Regions from separate parts of the Mus musculus genome. Here region 1 is linked to region 2. The links are chromatin contacts, called in public Hi-C maps. All regions are on one chromosome and are shown on one strand. The core of a region is the stretch at or near the end of the contact, and the rest is flanking DNA. Distances in the headings are between cores, read along the strand shown.

Region 1 (6,235 bases), core at 925-3,424, 170 kb before region 2:
AGCATACATGTCTATGCACAGTCTGCATACAATGCCTGTGGAGACCAGAAAATAGTGTTAGATCCTCTCAAAGCAAACCCAGCTCCTCTGCCAAAGCAACAAATGTTCTTAACCACTGAGCCATGTCTCCAGTCCCATATTTTAAAATGCATCTAAAGAAAAATGCATTCCAACAGAATCATTACTTACAATTTAAGAGTTAGTTCATCATGAAGACCACCAATTAATGCTTGTTACATTTCAGGAAACCACTTTTCCTTACCTAATGACTAGACAAAGCAAGTACATTATAGCTGTAGACTTATGATGCCCCCTACATCTTAAGTAAAAAACAAAAAGCAAAAAGAAAATAAAATCATTAATAAGGTCTGGTCCATTAGCAGTTCAAGCAGGGAGAAAATCTTACATGGTTTCTTTTACATGAATAATAGACAATGAATAGACTTGAAGTTTAAGGCAGGTAAACTTTTTTGGATGGGGGCATTTTGGGAGTTATTGACACCATAATTCCTAAACTGGTTTTAGTAGGAGAGTCAATACTTTACTGAGAACCTATAGATTTCCTTTAGTTTCTTTGTTACTTTAGTTTTCTCATTGCTACTTTCCATGGAAACAAGTAACTCCAGCAAATCTTGTTGTCAAGGTAACAAGAAGAGGGTATTCTTCAGGAGAGGAGGCTACAGTTTATAACAGAAACCAATCCAAGGTCCTTGAAATCGTTCATTTATTGCAGCTGTGCTTAACAATTTTGGTCTTAGACAATAGGCCTATGGTTTAATAGGCTTATAGTTTAATTTTTTTCTTATTAAAATATAGTTACAAGGTTTTGCCCCTCCCTCTTCTCCCTTCTATCCTTCCCATATCCAATGCTACCTGCCTATTCCCAACTAATGGCCTGTTCTTCTTTGACCATTGTTACTACATGCAAACAAATAAACATATAAATGTAACCTGCTGAGTCCATTCACTGTTTTCTGCACATATGTTTCTAAGAACTGACCACTTTGTATTGGATAATCAGGATGTTCATCTCTGGGGAAAACTAATTACCCCTCTCTCAGCAGTTATTAATTGCCTGTGGCTTGCACCTCACCTAGCAGTAGGACCTGGATTGATTTCACCCATTTCACTGTAACGTTTGTTAGAATTCTTCAAGTCTTCTTTGGGAAGCCATCATGTTGAGACTTCATGGAGGTAGCTTCAGTCACACAGCTAAGTGGCACAATCTCTCTGTAGAGTTCCTGGTCTTCTGACTTTCACTATCCTTCTGACCCCTCTACTGAGACAGTCCCTGAGGAGCTGTGCTGGACATGTATCAGTTGGAGCTGCTTCAATTTCCATAATGTCTGTGATCCACTCAAACATCTTGATAATTAAAATGACTGCTTACTATGTCACTCATGCCTCCCACAGCATCATCCATTTTCATCACTCAATTAGCGAAGACATTGGTCTCCTTGATTGTAAGATGTACTGTCACTATTTGGGGCGGGGGGGTGCACATTAAAATAAAGGGATGCGCTTTGCAATGATTGTTTATCATGGAGTAATTACAGAGCCCTTGCAGTTAGTCTCTATATTTCAAGAACTTCTATTTTTCTTCTCCTCTGGATCCAGCAGTTCTTTGTTTTAATTTACATTCCTTTTAAATACCTCCTGCTATTTAAGCAATAATTCCTTCTAAATCAATTGTTAGCAGCAGTTAATGACTGGTTCGTTAATTAATAGCTCAAAGCAAAGCTGAGGGTGTTCTCTGCTCCAGCAAGGCATCAGCCTCTAGCTGGGGTATTACTGCTTCTGTACCCTCTAATCAGTGGCTACTCACAGCCTCACTACCACATATTATTTAAGCTACAAGAATGAATTGAATGGGAAATAGATTACATCATTATCAAACCTAATATAATAATATGTCTATTTTTAAATCATTTGCATGTCCAGATGACCTCCCACTCCATGGGATGAGCCAGTGATAGAATATCAGTATTTGCTGCTTAGGAAACTCCCTGAGCTGTAGCATCTTCTCTCCTCAGCCACAGGGAGCCCAGGGTCTGCTTGCTATAGCTTGCAAAACTTCCTGAATCTTTTCCCAAAATTGTAGCCTTAAGCTCTGCAACTCACTGACAGCAAAAGGAGAGAAACTGTTGCACGTTTTCTGCCTGATAACCATATGGCTTGCTCAGCAACAGGAGCCAAGTCTTTGGTACAGCAAACAGAGAGAGGGCGATGCTTCACCAGTGCAGGAAGCTAAGGAGCAAAGCTTCAGCTCTCCTATCACCTTCAGCCGGTTCTGAGAGATTAGAGGGAAGAAACACAGCATTTCTGTTTTCTTGTGCAAAGAATTCTAGCAACCAAAGAGAAAACAGATGTCAGAAAACAAAATGTCAACAACAATAAAATCAAGCAATCAAACAAAAAACTATACATGGTATAATGTCCTAGAATTTTACTTTTCTTTTTTTTTTTCTGTATATCTTTTTATTTATTTATTTATTTACACTCCAGATTTTATTCTACACCCCATCCACCCTCTGACTGTTCCACAACCTATGCCTCCTACCCAACCCCTGCCTCCAAAAGGATGTCCCCACTCTCACCCCCCCATCTCTCACCCCCCCCCCCCCCATCCTACCTGACCTCTAAACTCCTTGGGGTCTCTAGTCTTTTGAGGGTTAGGTGCATCATCTCTGATTGAACACAGACCTGGCAGTCCTCTGCTTTATATGTGTTGGGGGCCTCATATCAACTGGTGTATGCTGCCTGTTTGGTGATCCAGTGTTTGAGAGGTCTTGGGGGGTCAAGATTAATTGAGATTGCTGGTGCTCCTACAGGGTAGCCCTCTTCCTCAGCTTCTTTTAGCTTTTCCCTAATTCAACCACAGGGGTCAGCAGCTTCTGTCCACTGGTTGGGTGGAAATATCTGCTTTTGACTCTTTCAGCTGCTTTTTGGGTCTTCTGGATGGAGATCATGCTAGGTTCCTTTATGTGAACACCAATAGCTTCAGTGATAGTTTCAGGTCTTGGGGCCTCCTCTGGAGCCAGATCCCACTTTGGACCTGTTGCTGGACCTTCTTTTCCTCAGGCTCCTCTCCATTTCCATCCCTGCAGTTCTTTCATACAGGAACAATTATGGGTCAGAGATGTGACTGTGGGATGGCAACCCTCACTTGATATCCTGTCTTCCTTCTGTAAGTGTGTTCTATAAGTTTTCTCTCCCTACTGTCTGGCTTTTCATCTATGGTCCCTTCCTTTGAGTCCTGAGAGTCTCTCACCTCACAGATCTCTGGTGCATTCTGAAGGGTCCTCTCAACCTCCTACCTCCTGAGGCTGCCTGTTTCCATTCTTTCTGCTGGCCTTCAGGGCTTCAGTCCTTTCACTCACTCAATACTAGATCAGGTTCCCCTCTCCCCACCCCACCCCAATTCACTTTCCCTCTCAGGCCCCTCCCTCCCTCTGCACTTGTGATTGCTTTCTTCTCCTTCCCAAGTGGGAACAAGATGCCTTCACTTGGGCCCTGCAGCTTGTTGACCTTTTTTGAGTTCTGTGAACTGTATCTTGGGTATTCTGTACTATTTATTTACTTTTTATGTATCTATGTATTTGGTTAATATACACTTATTAGTGAGTACATACCATGCATGCCCTTTTGGGTCTCAGTTACCTCACTCAGGATGATATTGTCTAGTTCCATCCACTTGCCTGAAAAACTCAGGAAGTCCTCGTCTTAATAGCTGAGTAGTATTCCATTGTGTAAATGAACCACATATGGCCATGTTACAGGAAAGTGTTACTCATCAGGCAGATGTCTTAAGATTGTGCTAAAGTCATGATTTCAGTTTGCTGTTCTCTTCTATCAGTCTCCAGCTCCTTGAGACTGCATGACAAGGTGGCGTTCATTACAACCCTATATTTACCAAGCACTGAGATACTGCAGTTAAATCTGCTTCTAAATAATATTCTGTGAAATTAGGATACAAACATCCATCCATGTTTGTTTTTTAGTATTTCAGAATGAGCTATTGCCAGGTGACACTTGAGATATGACCACAGAAATGTACATCTTACATTCCAATTACGTTGATGTCAAATTTGCTGATATAACAATGTCAGGGAATCTCAGAGGGGCTAAAGGAGGAGAAAAGTTGGTGCTGTCATAAGTAGTAAGGAAAAATACAGACCAGGCAGTCACGGGCAGAAGAGAGTGATGGCAGAAGAGACATCAGAGTAAGGAACAGAAGAGTGTAAACATATTGCCAAAAGTGCAGAGAGAGAAGGCAGTGCTCACTGGTGTGCTCATTCCTGTGAGAACCACAAGTCATGCTTTTGGCTGAGACAACAGTCATTAAACTTGAAGGTGGCATCTCCTCCTACACAACAAGACCTCATGCTTTCTCAAGGGACTGCTACCCACTCACAGGGGCCTCTGTCCATGAACATTTCATTATTTTTATAATTTCTAAATTTGTACATATCCCTAAAACTCCCTCAAAAATGCCAGAGAAAACAAAATATGCCCATTGAGATGATAAATGGCAAGCAATCTACTCATCTACAGAGATGATTAAAATTTAAAAGATTAAAATATCCTCAGCCATGATGTTTTAGCTAAACTCCATTCTCTAGTGGATTACTGTCCCATTACCGATAATGATATAAGCTTGAAATACAAGGCTTTCATTAAAAAAAAATAATGAATACTCTACACTAAATCCATTTGAACAGTCTTCTAAGACTTAGGGAAAGCAGATTTATATCAATGTTCATAGGGCTTTATTTTCTTAGCTTTATCACTACTCCAAATAGCAACAGCAAAACCTATAATCTTGGTTTGCTGATCATCTAGTCTCTCCCAGGTACTGGGCATCATTTTATCTGATGCAAACAGGGAAGCTGCCTAGGTAGTGTTTTCATATACATTTTACTGAAACCCTCAGATAAGAAGATAAGTTGTGATATGGCTCAAGTCAGACAGTCATCTGACAGTAGACCCAAAGTGCCAGCACACTCAGCCTGAATTGATATCCAATATAAATGGCAGTGGCCTTGGAATCTCGTCTCTGATGTCTATGTCATTTTGCTTGTATCTTTCAAGCTCCATCATTCTGCCATCTTGTGCTTTGTCTCTCCAGATTTTCCGTGCAACCATAACATTACGTCGATTGAAAGAACTTGATTGAAAGGCCCTTCTTGACTTCTGCTGACTCTCCTAACCTAACACTGAGATGGTTGGCTGCTCTCCAGTAGTGCTCCCCACTTCAAAGCTCACCTTCATGGCTGAACCTAAACTTCATCAGAGACATATTTAAGCACCACAGAATTGATCAAGCTTTCCTGGCTATCTTTAGTAGACTTCACTGAGAGTCAACAATGGGTGAATATCATAAATCCAGCAGAGGTGCTCAGCCTGGTAGTTGAGCCAAAGGAAGACTCAATAGCTCATCCAAGGCAGTTATGTGAGCACACCACCTTAGTAATATGAGAGTGCCAACACAACCTTTGGGATTTCCAAATGATCTTTGCAATAATTATACCTGTGGAACTTGAATTAACACTGATCCTTCTACAGTTGTCAAAGCAGAAAAGAACAAAAATTGTATTCATGTCCTAATTACATATCAAATACAGTCTTTTTTTTAATTAAATTGGCCTGTTTTATGCCTTCTACCCACAAGTCTCTGCTTTTAGAAGGTAGGCTGCCATCTCAGCCCTTCACAACTATTAATTAGCTATGAATTGAAAAGCCAGACCTAATCTATGCATCTATTAGTCCAGGACCACCTGTGGTAGATCATGTACCAATATTTTAGCTAATTGGGCTATGTTTATATTATATAAGAATGTAAGAAGAAATAAGTTGTGCACAATAAATTTATTTTTCACACACAATTGACTTAACATATTTGACTTTTAGAACACAATAATTATTCACACAGTTGGCAAATATTCAAAATACTGCAGGAATGGAAACTCAGGCCTTAAAAATAATTTTCACACATTTTCATTTTCTGTGAAAATAGTTCCAGTTCTCTAAGCATTTGTCTCCTAGTTCATTCGAAATATGTAATCCCTGCAAAACTGTGTTCAAAGTCATTCTATACCTCTACATTACAATCGACACTGATGAATCACAACCCAAGTAAGTTATGTGGAAATCCAGGAATCAACTGGGAATAGCACTTTGTCTGTCTCCAATTTTCAGAAGAGAAAGTTCAGGCTATGAACCAGCCACAGAAACA
Region 2 (6,288 bases), core at 3,698-6,197:
CACACTTGATTCTCATCACAGGTGAGCCTCTCAAGGTGCCTTCTTAAAATTTTGAAAGTACATGTAGGATGAATATATTTCAGACAAGGAAGCTTGCTGAAGAAGACTACCAGATCTAGTCCTCCAAACACTACCAAGAAATTTAGCAAATTAGGGTGCCCTGCAAACAGCAAGTCACCCTGGCACAGACAAAATCATCTGGGGATGAGAGCGTGGCTGTGTGTGAATGCCCAGACATTATGCACGTGTGCTTGTATCCAGGTACCCAGCAACGGAACTCATGAATCCACATAGTCGGTCCACATCTTAAAGAGACAGGACTAATAACAAAGATTTGCGAGTGTTGTCAATCCTGGAGAAAGACCTTCAACTCCATACTGACTTCTTGGACAGATCAAATCATGTGAAAAAAATAGTGTCTCTTTCCTAACACTGAGCAAAAAGACAAGCAATACTCACATCGACTGCTTATTTCAATGTCAAATGTTTATTTCTATGCCATAGTTTCCTTAGCACAATTTGCAAAAGAAAGGAATCCAAAAAAAACCCTGATCATTATTAATATTTTGGGGGGATATTTTCTCTGTAGTTAGAAGAAAGAAAACACACACATTGATAGAAGAATGATCATTTCTTTCACAGCATTCTAGCAAGTTGCATCTGTTTTCCTTGGATGTCACGTTTGTGGGGAAATACCCACAGGAGAAACGTTTTGACTCCTTCAAATAACCACGGGGAGGTTTTTGTCAGCGAATATATCTTTGTTTTGGTACACTTTATTATTAATCGCCACACTCTCATTACTTAATATAATAGGCATAATTTATTACATAAACAAAGTGCAGTGAAAAATGAACAATGTTAGAAACAAACTGAAATGTGGTGCCTTCTAAATCTCCGCAGGATAACAACTAAAAAGCACGTGAATACAAACTTCTTATCAGTATAAACACAGCCCGTCTGGGTTGGAAATGGGCTTAGGAGACTAGTGCTTTTTGCTGGAGCTGGGAGGTGTCCCATACAACCAAAACAACCTGACAACCAATTGAAGACTATTGTTTTCAAAGTAAAGGAATGGTCTGGTTTCTTAAATCAGTCCTTCATGTAAGGGAGCCAGAAGATGGCATTTGCTCTGTAAGTAGACTTCTCTTGCCTGATTTTTTTGAGACACAAACCCACCACGACTTTTACAGCAGAAGTGGGTACCACTCCTTGGATCATGAGGCCCTTGGGAAGCAGCCTACCCTAAGTGTGCAGGGTGGTGGAGGGCCAGCACCCAGAGGACACCATGGTGGCTGTGCACAACATCCCCTTGAGCAGACTCAGTGAAAGGATGCGCATTCTTTAAGTTCATGCACATTTTATTGAGTAGTAATATAAAATGCTTTTTCTTTGTCATTGGTACAGGTGCATGCTTTGATCGTCAACATTTCCGAAGTCAAATTACAAAGGCAAGGCTTGAGGCTGTAGTGAATGACCTGGGCACTTAGACAATTGTTAAAAAATATGAATGGACTTTTGTGGTTGGTTGTTGTTTTCAGAATGAACCAGTAGTAACCCGTAACTAATATACAAAGGGAAAAAAAGTGAAAAAAGTACGTATTTTGTGGCACATGACAGAACAGAACGACATAACTAAACTGGTATGACATTAACGGTTACCATGCATTTAGAGTTACACATGTAACTACAAACTTATTTAAATTTCACAAAGTTTGCTAAACATGCCAACCATCTATGTGTGCACTGACAAGCTTATGTTAAAAACTTTTAAGAATACTCTCCCCTTTAGATTTTTTCAAAGCTTTTGTTTTGATTACAAAATTTCAAAGGCATTAAGCATTTTCGAGAATATAAAGCACACGCCAGTATACATACATTTCCAGTAAATGTCAGGCCACGAAGCGCGTTACAGTCCATACAGGCCGGTACAGCCATTTTATTTTATTTTTTTTTCCTTAAAAAACATGCATAGGCAGAATTTTTTTGTTTGTTTTTGTTTTTTACAGAATATAGAGGCTTCATCACTGCACTATGGTGTCGTGTTCACTATACTTAAAAATGCACCACTCATAAATATTGAATTCAGCAAGCCACAACCAAGACTTGATTTATCAACAAAACCCCTAAATATAAACAGCAAAAAAGATGGGTATAATTATTCCAGTTTTTTTAAAACTTAAAGAAAATGTATTCACTGCCAAATTAATAATGTTCTATGGAAAGAAGGGCATTCAAGCAAACTAAAGAAACCTGAGGTAAGCATGATCTATACAAAATTAAACTGTCGTATTTTTTTTTATTTTTTATTTTTTGGCATTTTAACAAATTTGCAACATTCTTTTTTTTCCAGGTTTTTTTTTTCTTTTTCTTTTCTTTTTTTCTTTTTTCTTTTTTTCTTTTTTTTTTTTTTAAGACTGCCTAATTCAGTTTATAGCCATTGTCTGACAGGAGTAGCAAAACATTATCAATAAATAGTCCTTAGTTAGTTTTTACATCTTTTTTTTTTTCTGTTAAAAATGTTTGATGTCTTCCATTTTAGTGCTGCGACTGTAAACGTACAATAGAGTATAAGAAATTAGACAAAGTTTTCGTGTCCAGTAACAGAATAAAAGGCCTTTCATTAACCTATCTAAAAGTCCCCAGTGCAGTAGGAAAACGCGTTCATTCCCCTAACATTGCAGTATAGACTAGCATTAGCTTTCTTTTTAAAACTTTTTTTCCCTAGAAGCATTTTTTAAAGGCATACCCAAAAGAGGTGTTTAATCACCACCCTCACCAAAATATAGTTTATTATCTCTCTCCCTCTTTTTTTATTTTTATTTTTCATGATAGTGTAAACTGAATCCAATTCCTGGCCCCCAGAGCAAACAAGCTACCTTCAGAGGCAAGAACATCCAACTGCTGAGATGCAGCAATCCCATCATGCCCTGCAGCTCAAAAAAAAAAAAAGTGAACAGGAAGTGGTCACTGGATATTGCTGCTATTACTGCCATTGCTGTCCGTGCCGTTAGTCTCTGAGGCGAGAGCCTTGTTGATGGAGTTAAGGTTGGCGTCAGAGGGCATGGCGTCTCTGCGAGGTGGCATCCTCTCGTTAATTCGGTCTAAGCCCTTGGCCTCCTCGAAGCTAGTGATCTTATGTTGTGGTGAAAATCCTTTGATGGCTAAATAGAAAATCATTAAGAAAAGAGAGAAAGCATTAGGTGGAGCGTACCAAAGGGCACCGCGGCTTCATCAAGTGAGGTTAGAGACTTCAGAGTGGGTGGGAATCCTTTAGTGGAGAACAACGTGACAGGACCTGAAGACAACACAACAGATTCCTTACCATACCGGAGGGAACCAAGGGTTTGGAAACAGCCAATGTCTCTTGCCAACCAAAATGTCCTCTTGAAGAGTTTAAGATGTAAGCATTTCTCTTGTCTTCATCAAAGTTTAGATCACAGAAATCCACAGTGGGTAAGTAAAGGAAAAAACTGTCCCGGGGGCAGGCTTCTGCATCCAGCAATACTGGCCACATCACTGGCTTGATGGCCCATTAACCCTGACCTAAATAGACTACACTTCACCCCATTCTTACTCTACCACTATGCTAGTAATGACAAATTCAGAGGAAGGCCTCTCTACTCCTAACTCTCACCATGGCTTAGAACAGAAGGTCTAAGGAACTAGAAAAGGAATTGACAGGGACATTTCTTTGCCATCCCCCAGGCTGATAAGATTTCAACATTGTGTGTTTGTTGTGTGTGTGTGTGGGGGGATTATAAGCTGTTTTCCCACTTAACAGGAAGATGTATAGTGGGCGAGGAGATAAGAGAAATTGGAAAATAAAGACTACGTAGAGAAGCACTTTCTGCCCTTTAGCAGTGAACAGGTCAAACTGATGTTCATCTGATAGCCATTAGCGCCTACACCAAGGAAAACTCACTCTCAGTAGAGCCACATTGGGTGGCGGCTGAAGAAGAACCAATTGGTTTTGTTACTTTTAACTAAAACCTTGACTTCTCTTTTGTTTTCCTCTAGAGATAACAAAAAAGTATTTGTGAAAAGAAAAAAAACAAAACAAAACAAAACCCTTCCTCAGTGGGTGCACCAACAGTGAGCTGAAAATAAACCACGCAGAAGGGGAACCAATGGCATCAGTTTGCTTGTATTCCCTGTAAAGTGCGAGCCAGGTGCACCTACAGGAGGCCAATCAACAGTGCTGAGTTGGGCTGCCTCTCCACAACTTATTAAGGACAATTTCAAGTTACGTGTCTCCTTGCCACTTTTTGCGGTGGTGGTGGTGGAGAGTAAAGCAGTTTAAAGCCGACACTTTGTCAGCCGCTCATACACAAATGTGCAGCCCTTCATGACAACCCAAGAAGATTCACACAGTTGTTTAAAACTCATTATAAAGAAAAACAGATTGTTCCCCCTCTGCATTTTAAGGTTAGCATAATGGTGATTAGTCAAGTGTGAGAGGAAGAACACAGGGAGATGGGGAAAGACCAAGGCCCAAAGCAAAGCTTCATAATTCGGTAATTCGAGAATAAGCTGGAAAAAGGACTATAGCTGTCTAATGAGCACCCACCCAGAGAATTAACTCAATCATTTTATGGGGGCAAGAATTAACAGACACCTTCCTCTTTTTCTAAATAATATCATCTCATAATCAAAAGTCTGTCGTGGTCAATTATGAAACTTTGATTCATTTAAAGGAAAAAAAAAAGTAGAAGCTCGAGGTTTTGAAGCCAATGAGGTCAGAGCACAGGAATGCAAAACCTTGTAGGACAGAGGCTAGTTGGGGCTGGGGCTCCATTTCTGATCACATCTGTCTACCCCTGTAAGGAAGGAAGCACTCTGCTCTAGTTGCTGGTCAGACAATGGTGTTAGCAATTTACATTGGGAGTATACTTAGCACAACACAGAGCCACAGGGTCACAGAAAACAGCCAAACTCTCAACAGGAATGCACACTGCAGATTAGATGTTGCCAAGAGGAATAGAGAATTCCCACATAAATAGCAGTTTGCTCACTGCTATTTAGGAAACAGTTGTATTTTTCTCTTACATCACTGTCATTTCCCCTACCATATCCAAATCATGAGCAAATTGTAAAGCTAAAGTACACTTTTTACATCATACCAAAGGACCGTATATGCACACAATTTTGTAAAAAAAACCAAAAAACAAAAAAAGTAAAGTTATTTTGCAAGAACAAAATACAACTGAAGAATTTTGTTTTAAAGGGGAACTTCAAGTTATTCTTTCAAAAAAAATTCCAGAGGGTGTGATATGAATAATATTAAAACTATTTTCATGTGTAGCTCTCAGGTAACCAAGAAGTAAAACAGCATTCAATTAAAAATTAGCTACTAATGGGTCCGCGGTACTGCTCTTTCGAGGTGCTAGTAGGCAGTTGGCGACGAAGAATTCTTGATATCCCTTGAAGCTCCTAGCAAGAGACCTAGCAATAGCGCAGACAGGTGAAATGATTAATTAAATGTCTGCTTGATTGTGATTGGCTACTTCCACAGCCACAGATACTCTTGGAGCTCCTAATAAAATATTTTTTTGAATGCTAACTTTCTTCCGAATATCAATTGGTTAAAATTGATAAGGATAAAAGTTTACCTCTACACATCTGTCTCACATTGGAATATTTTTAGAGACATAAGTGATGTTGAATCGTAACCAAGCATTACCAGGCACGAAAGTCTGTTGTTGCAAGCTTGAGAAGACTAGAGTCAACTTAATTTTATTCTTTCGTCTCTGTCCTACTGGATCTGAGGGAGGGGTGGTTCAGCTCAAAGCACATTGTTTTACATATCAGTTGTCAAAGCAGCTGCCAAAACCCCCACCCCACATCACTCATGATATATAGAAATTGATGTATATAAATTACAATCCTTTAGTTGTCTGTGATGAGACTAGGTTCATTGGATACAAGAGTCAAACATAGCTTTAAGGGAAAAAAAAATAAACAAACAAACAAACCATAGAAGGACATTTTCCCCTTTAAAGCAAGAACATTTTGGTTAATACTGAGCCACAACTGTTAGCCCAACACCCACACACTCTGTACAAGCTACAGCAAATAAAAAAAAAAATGAATACACCCAGCAGAGCCCTTGTCTGTTGCAGGCACAACAGAAAGGGGACTGGCCAATTTACCTTCATCAGCCTCAATAGCCTCAACAGTAGCTGAAGAGAAGAAAGGGGGTGCAAAATGAATGAGAAAATGAGTTGAGGATTTCTTAACTCTAAAGAACAAGTCAGTGACGATCAAAGGAACTGAGGGTGTGGGGGG

What was found. A called contact is a pair of places that touch in the nucleus more often than the background predicts.
Region 1: a contact with region 2 is called in a Hi-C map of cerebellar granule neurons, with 2.4 times the contacts expected there. The contact joins two enhancer-like sites. A contact is called at or near these places in 6 of 39 promoter capture datasets (the 3T3-L1 cell line, cranial neural crest, embryonic stem cells and 3 more) and 3 of 484 Hi-C or Micro-C datasets (cerebellar granule neurons, cerebral cortex and cortical neurons).

Annotation. Positions count from the first base shown.
Region 1 is chr3:137,096,725-137,102,959 of GRCm38.p6, reverse strand. No RefSeq gene overlaps it. Among named protein-coding and RNA genes, the nearest start is that of Gm26107, 32 kb to the right of the region's middle. Within about 2 kb of position 2,174, at least 17 of the 459 cell types and tissues checked have an H3K27ac peak or open chromatin away from gene starts, as enhancers often do. A contact at or near this core is called in cerebellar granule neurons, where this site is marked.
Region 2 is chr3:136,931,905-136,938,192 of GRCm38.p6, reverse strand. It overlaps Ppp3ca (protein phosphatase 3, catalytic subunit, alpha isoform), which reads right to left. Exons shown (of 14, transcript NM_008913.5): 13 at 6,153-6,182; 14 at 466-3,164. The coding sequence ends at 2,968. Among named protein-coding and RNA genes, the nearest start is that of 1700006H20Rik, 20 kb to the left of the region's middle. Within about 2 kb of position 4,947, at least 6 of the 459 cell types and tissues checked have an H3K27ac peak or open chromatin away from gene starts, as enhancers often do. A contact at or near this core is called in cerebellar granule neurons, where this site is marked.